Linked DNA regions of Gossypium hirsutum: region 2 is linked to region 1. The links are chromatin contacts, called in public Hi-C maps. All regions are on one chromosome and are shown on one strand. The core of a region is the stretch at or near the end of the contact, and the rest is flanking DNA. Distances in the headings are between cores, read along the strand shown.

What was found. A called contact is a pair of places that touch in the nucleus more often than the background predicts.
Region 2: a Hi-C map of leaf shows a contact between it and region 1, with 2.6 times the contacts expected there. The contact joins the promoter of LOC107909973 here to the promoter of LOC107909940 in region 1. A contact is called at or near these places in 6 of 34 Hi-C or Micro-C datasets (callus, leaf and petal).

What each region holds. Positions count from the first base shown.
Region 1 is chrD08:42,781,722-42,785,403 of Gossypium_hirsutum_v2.1, reverse strand. It overlaps LOC107909940 (sarcoplasmic reticulum histidine-rich calcium-binding protein), which reads left to right and starts at 1,922. Exons shown (of 1, transcript XM_016837653.2): 1 at 1,922-2,926. The coding sequence starts at 1,922. The coding sequence ends at 2,698. It overlaps LOC107909932 (probable polygalacturonase), which reads right to left. Exons shown (of 5, transcript XM_016837645.2): 5 at 1,685-3,682. The coding sequence ends at 3,069.
Region 2 is chrD08:42,952,407-42,956,088 of Gossypium_hirsutum_v2.1, reverse strand. LOC107909973 (probable WRKY transcription factor 41) reads right to left here and starts at 1,881. Exons shown (of 3, transcript NM_001327029.1): 1 at 1,530-1,881; 2 at 1,298-1,426; 3 at 551-1,217. The coding sequence starts at 1,849. The coding sequence ends at 599. LOC107909980 reads left to right here. Exons shown (of 3, transcript XM_016837711.2): 3 at 1-277.

The sequences.
Region 1 (3,682 bases), core at 673-3,172:
AAAATAAAGTAAATATCAATATTGAATTGTTTATGAGTTGAATGGGAATTATTATTGATATGATTTGAATTAAAATAATTATTGTGGTATTGAAATGCAAATTGGATTGAGAAATTAATTTGAATTGTGATCACGAAGAGTTATGAATTGAATGAAATTGAAATAAAACATTGAATTGTTATTGCTTGTGAATTAGTCATTTTGGTACATAGATAATGCTGGATGATAATCATGCTTTGTGAAATATCTGTAGTCATAAGGATGATTATAAAGTATCTTGTTATTAGAATCATTTGGTAATGAGATGTTATAAAATTGTGAGATTTAATGGTTGATATGAATTTTAAGGCTAATTTACTAGTCGACTAAAGGAGAAATGAGTTTGTTGATGGTTGCGTATACGAAATTTTGGCATATGCTCAAGATATGTAATGTAGTAATATGTGAAATTAATATGAAGAGATTTATGATTGTTATTAGTGTTGATTTTGGCATAATGTGGATTATTCAAGGTTGAAATGATTTAATGGATAAATTGAGTATATGAATGAGTTTGTATCGAGTCTTATAGGCTCTATTTATTATGAATACAATATTTCGAGGATAGGTTGTAAAGAATTATAAAAGCACGTTAATAATATAAAAAGTTTTAATTCGGATGAAATTTTGTAACTCGGTTTAATACGTATACAAGTGTATGTGTTTTAGTAATGCCTCATACTCTATTCCGACATCGAATACGGGTAAGGGGTGTTACACTAGTGGCAATGGAATGGTCAGAACAATTACCATTTGTTTATAAGATAATAATTAATTCACTAATAATGAACTCTTTTTTTTCTTATTTCATAAATAATTTTAAAAAATTATCATATATTTTTTAATATTTTATCATACACATACTATTTGTGGAGTGTGAAAACTATAGCATCAAATATTCATGGTTTAAATTTTTGTCCAATGTGAAATCAGAGTTTGGAACAATGATTCAATTCCACATTACACACAATACAATACAAACAGGGCCAACCCTTATTTAAAGATTAATCAGACGTGCCAACCCAACACGGCTTAAATTTTTGTCAAGGAAGAAAAATAGGTTTAAATTTATATTTTTGTTGTACTTTATTTATATATTTGTATTATTATTTAAATTCTTAATTAAATTAATGCCACACCAATTCAATTAAAAGAACTATTAAAATATTTTTTCATATTTAAAATTAATTATATTATTATAAAAATATTTTTGTCTTATTTATATTTTAAATAAAATCAATAAACATTTTATATATAGTGAGATTCAAACCATTGTCACCCGCACTTATAAAATCTTAATTTTTCACATTGATTTAAACCACCTCAATTAAAATTTTGTTTTGATAACATTGTACATTTTAATTTTATTACACAGTTTTTCACTCGAGTATTACTTAGATTTTTCATCTAAATTATTTTTAATTTCGTACATACTACATATTTATTATTATCAAGTATTATTTTTAAACACAAAATAATATTTCACAAGTCTACTTTAAAAAGAAGCTTCTGGAGCAGATTTGTCAAACCCAAAACTTGTCCCATACGACACCAAACCAAAATCCCAAAAGTCAGATTTGCCCAGTTTTCAAATTTCTAATAGGTTCGCTATTGCTACTTAATTAGTATTCATTAATCCAAATTATAAAATTAAAATAATATATTCATATTAATAATTTCATTTGATACTAATAAAATTATAACATATTAATTTATCAGTAATAATTAAATATGTACTGTGTCCAAAGCCACGTGTTGGGTCACCCCTATTGACCCGTTCCGGCACCACCTCCTGTTTCCAAGTCAAAACCACCGGTCCTGACACAGCCCCTTTTATTAATCCATATTTCATGCCTTCACCAAAAATCCCTTTTAGACAAAAATGGCTAGACTCGCTTTTCTCTTCACCCTTACTTTCCTCCTCTTCACCTTCTCTCACGCCCGCTTCATCACATCTGAATCCCAACATGATGTCACCCCCGAAAAATCCGAATCCGAATCCGACCCCGAATCCGCCATCCTTCTCCCCAGCGAGAAACCCCACTTTGAACCCCCCAAATTACTCGACTTCAAGCACGATGATGATGCCTCCGGCGTCGCCTCCGTTCCTTTGACCAGGATCAGTTTTAACCCTGTCAACCGCCACTTCCCAAGGCGTCCCTTGAATCCGTTCCGTCACAAGCACAACTGCCGTTTCCATAAACGCTTCAGGCTTTTGAATCCACGCTTCCATCAGAAGCGCTTCATTTCTTACGGCAACGATATGATACTGTCCAACGAGAGAAGTTTTGACCCAGAGTCACGCGGTGTTGTTCGCCAGATCGAGGCCAGTTGGGGCAGTTTTGACGATGATGGCACCGAGTCTAAGCATCATGTAGGTTTTATGAAGCCAGACCACCATGACCACGAACACCATGATGAAGACCATGACCACGAGCACCATGATGAAGACCATGACCAGGAGCACCATGATGAAGACCATGACCACGAGCACCATGATGAAGAGGATCATGAGGAAGAGCATCACCACCACCACCACCACCACCACCACCACCACCACCACCGCCATCATCACCATGGAGAGGAAGAAAGGGATGAGACAGAGGAGCACGAGGGCGGGTTCATGGAGAAGTTCCGGAAGTATTTTATTCATTTTTGAATATACCCTGCACGTTTTCTAAAATGATCATAGTGATCTAGTGTTGCATCTATCTATATGTTTATTTGGGTAATTTTCACTTTCTAGTCACCAGCCCTTAGGGTATGCGTGCATATTACTATTTAGTGTGCCTTACTATGGGTTGTAAATAAGATTGCACTCGTTTGAGATGAACCATATGATGTTCCTTGTATTATAGTAACTGCGCTGTGAGATTTCATATTGCCAGATCACTGGTTTAGTTGTTCTGTTTTTCATGAATTTTTTTACTTGTTGCAATGGAAAGGTTTAACGTGAATATTAAAGAAAAAAAAAAGAGACATAAAAGGGTTAAAATCAGAGTAGAAAACTATATTTTATAACATGAATCTTAGGAATGGCTGGCGCATGAACCACTCTGTTCTACGCTGGTGAGTTCAGCGCATGGCCGTGGGCTAACCTCGATTGCAGCCCCCCTTATGGCATTGCAGTTCCAGGAAGGAGGTCTTGGTCCAGTCGTGCCCTGGAGGGTAACGTTTGAAAGACAGATGCCGGTGAAAGTGGCATTCTCGATGCCATGCATCCAACCTGCTCGCTGGACATTCACACCCCAAATGTTCTTTAACATAAGGTCCTTGACATATGGGAGGGCGTTTGGGTTAAAATTGTTATCAGGGTGGTCGCCGGTGTCACCTGCTACTTTTATACCTGTTCTAACGTTTTCCATGAACAGTTCAGACACTGTGATGTTCTTTATAACCCCTCCCCTGCCGATGTTAGTCTTGATGTGAACACCAACTCCGGAGTTGTAAAGATTTATGTTCTCGGCCAACACATTCTCCACTCCTCCAGATGTTTCACTTCCCACTGCAACTCCAGCAAATGGGGTTGAACCTGTTACTCGCCGAACAGTGATGTAAGAACTGGGGCGTCCATAAGCAATCCCGTATTCATCCCATCCACTCTTCACTGCCACAAGGTCATCCCCGGTAGAAATGAACGAGT
Region 2 (3,682 bases), core at 632-3,131, 170 kb before region 1:
CTATGATTTCAGTCGATCTCCTTGCCATTTCATTGTTAAAGTACCATGAGCTCTTCTCAATTCTGTTGGATGTTGCTTCTTGTCCTGCAGTTTTCTTATTTCAGGACTTGTGGTATATGATAATTTCTAGAGTGTTAACTTGTTACCATTTGCTTATGTATTCCATCGGCTATGTGTAAAGACAAGCAATGTAGGAATCGTTGGAATGTAGATTCTTTTTCCCTGTATATACTTATTTTATTCTTCTGAAATCCAGGATTTGTGAACTTTCACGGTATGTTGTTATGGACAACTTATTTGGATTATAAATGGCCATTGCTTAAAATACTACTTTGCTAATTGCAATGAAGTTGCAGTGAGTGTTAGAAGGACCTTTGCATTTTGGTGAAAATCTGCGCACTAGTATTATGGAATTTCGATAAGAACAAGTATCAAAACTTGTTATCTGAGGAAATTTCTCAAAACCAACATAGAATTGAAAGGGACATGTATTGTACAATAGTTCTTCGCAGAACACACGGCTCACCATGAACCTACTTTGGTTATTGGAACCCGAATTTGACATCTACCATTACTCTTATTCGATTGCGGAAAAGAGTTAGGAGAAAAATCCCGGTGTGTCAAATGGGAAATTCGGGTCCAACTCCACTTGGTCGAGCGAAAAATCCAAGTCCATAATTGGAGAATTGGTGGCCGAAGTGTTGGCTGAAACCAACTCGGTGAGATCAGATTTAGAATGCTGTGTGTTGAGCACCCCTTGGAAGTTGTTCATCTGGGAAACTGAAAAGTAGTTTAATTCTGGTGTATCGGGAGACATGAACGGCGATGAAAAGCTGCCGAAGATATTGTAGTAATCAAGTACTCCTGAAGGTGAAAAGCTATGGTTTTCGCTCTTTATACACCCAAATGATGTTGAAGCAAAAGAGAATGGGGGTGCCATCTCTTTATTGTCTAAGCCCTCAGTATTGACTCTTAGGCCTGCTCGAAACTCTGAGAGGGTATCTTGTGATTGCAATGGTTGGTAATTGGTATTATTAAGGCCGTTTGAGTTTGATTTATGTTGTTTTTCTGGGGATGGAACTGCGGGGTTGCCATTTGCACATGTATGAGTTCCTCTGTATGTGACCTCAAAGAGGATGGGATCTTCATCTGATCTCTGCACTTGCTTTGTAGCCCAGCAGTTTTGGGTGTTTCGATAGGTGCATCTGTAATAGCTTCTGCAAAAGTAAACATTCTATCATCAGGGTTTTGACTAATACAAAAGTCCAGCATTTTACAAGGGAAAAGGGTCATTCACCTAGGATATTTGGCTCCAAGGATATCCTTTTGCCCGTATTTTCTCCAACTGTAGCCATCATCATGAGGACCTTCCAGCAGGTTTTCAGAGCTCACTCTCACCTGATCCGTCCACCTAGGCATCATCTTTCTGCAAAACACAGTTCCAGGAATCATTTAGCATACTCAAATTTACAACTTCCAAAATTTGCAATAACATTCAAGAATTATTAACTTGTAGCTTGCAAATTCACCTCTTCTTTGAGACATCTCTGATATCCTGGTTATCCTTTTCTAAATCATCACTCCTGGGGCTGCCGTTGATGGTTAGAGGAGACTCTGGCACACAAGTTTTTCCTCCTACATTTTGTTGTGGCTGTTCCGTAGGCCTGCTCAGTTTCAAAATCAGAAGAGCTTTTTCATAGGAAGATAAGATCTTCTGTAGTAGCAAGTCCCTGGATTCAACAGAAGATGATGGTGCACCCAAATGCAACCTTAGCTGTTTTGCTAATTGCATTCCTTGAATCAGCTCGCTCACCAGTGTCCCCTGCTCCCACTTCCACATGTTCTCCATTTTTTTTTCCCCCTTTCTTCTTTCCTTCAACTGTAAGAAAATAGAGAGGGATTCCTTGTTTGGAACTTGGAAATACTAATTCATGACCTGCTATAGACCGGGTAAATTTGGTTATGAAGAAGAAAAAACTTTTCCAAGGATCACAAGCAGAAGCAGCCAAAGGGATTGAAATAGCCTAAATGGTGAAGAGCAAGAAGCAACAACCATGGAATTTGGCCTGAATGTTAAGTTTTGATTAAGTAACTAAAAGCTGGAAAATGTTTGAACTTGTCTATGCTGAGGTTTAAGCAAAGAGGGAGTAGGAGAGTGAAAGGTTTTGGGTTTGAATAAGAAATTGAAACTCTGGGGCTTTTAAAGGAACTTCATTGGAGTTTTGGGATTAGAAAAAATGGTTGTTGGAATAGAAAGTTTGAAGTTTGACCAAAAGAAACCGAGTTTTTCAGCATAGACAAGTCTTTGGTCATGATAAACTAGAAGTAAGATTAGTGGACTGAAGAGTGAGGTGAGGTCAAAACTCCAATTGCTGACCAAGTCTCCCTTCAATTTTACATCTAAAATATCCCAAGTGTAGTTAGGATCACAAATGGTTATAAACCAAGATGAGTTTAATAATAAAAATATATCCAAATCTAAACTAAAATAAATTTAATAAGATTAAAATTAATTATAGGATATGTTTATATTCAAAAATTATATTTAAATTAATTAATAAAATCATAATTATATCTAAGGTTAGTATTTGGTAGTGAACTTTTTTTGTATTCAGTAAGCGCAGTTTTAAAAAAAAATTTCTTGTGTTTTTTTAATATTTTAATATATTTTTATAGAACATTTGTGAACCTTTGATTGTGAAGTTTAAAAACTCTTGTACCAAATAATTTTCATTATATTTATGCTAAATTATAATTATAATTATTAAACTTATATTTATATTAAAAGTTAAATCATTAAAAATATTTATATAATAGTTATACTAAATAATAATATATATAATGAAATAATATTATATAAAATAATAATTAAATTAAATTTATATAAAAAGTAAATTGAAAAATACAATAATGAATAGAAGGTGATAAAACAATAATTATCTCACTTAACTGCAATCGTTGGAGCTAAAAGCTCCAGCCAAAATTTTTACCAGCAGTGAGACAGTCTCATTGGACTGGTGGTACGCCAAACATCATCAAAAATAGGTGCGTTCCAATGAAAACAGAAAACCTTCAAAAGTCAACGCACCAGAGCCAAAAGCTATGCCAGAGGAAGCAGACTTATTTAATTTAAATTCTGATATTTGTCCATGTATATATGTCTATACTTTAATTTAAATCCTTATATTTTGTAAATTTTAAAATTTCAATCCTTACTAAATTATAATTGTTAAATTTATTTAGTTAACATCTTTTATTTTCAAAATCTGATACGGCAAACATAGTGCCAATATGTATAGTGGCATGTTAACATGCTATTTTCACATATTACTCATTAAAAATATAATATTAAGGGATTAATGATTTTCATTTGTGTCAAGACCAAAATTTTTTAAATTTGAAAAGTATTAGAACTTAGAATAATTCAATTGGAGAATATAGATCAAATCTACAATTGTATGCATAGTACATAACTGATAATTGAATTTAACCAAAAAAAATTAACTACTATTGTTCGGGTCATGACTAAAATTGACTATTTTAAAAAATATGGGAATTAAATTTAATCAAATTAAAATATAAAATCCATAACTTAAAAAAATTATAAAAATTAATAGTAAAATTTAACCATGGATAAAATGAAAATAAAAAAAAAATCACGATCTCAATTATGTGATTAAGC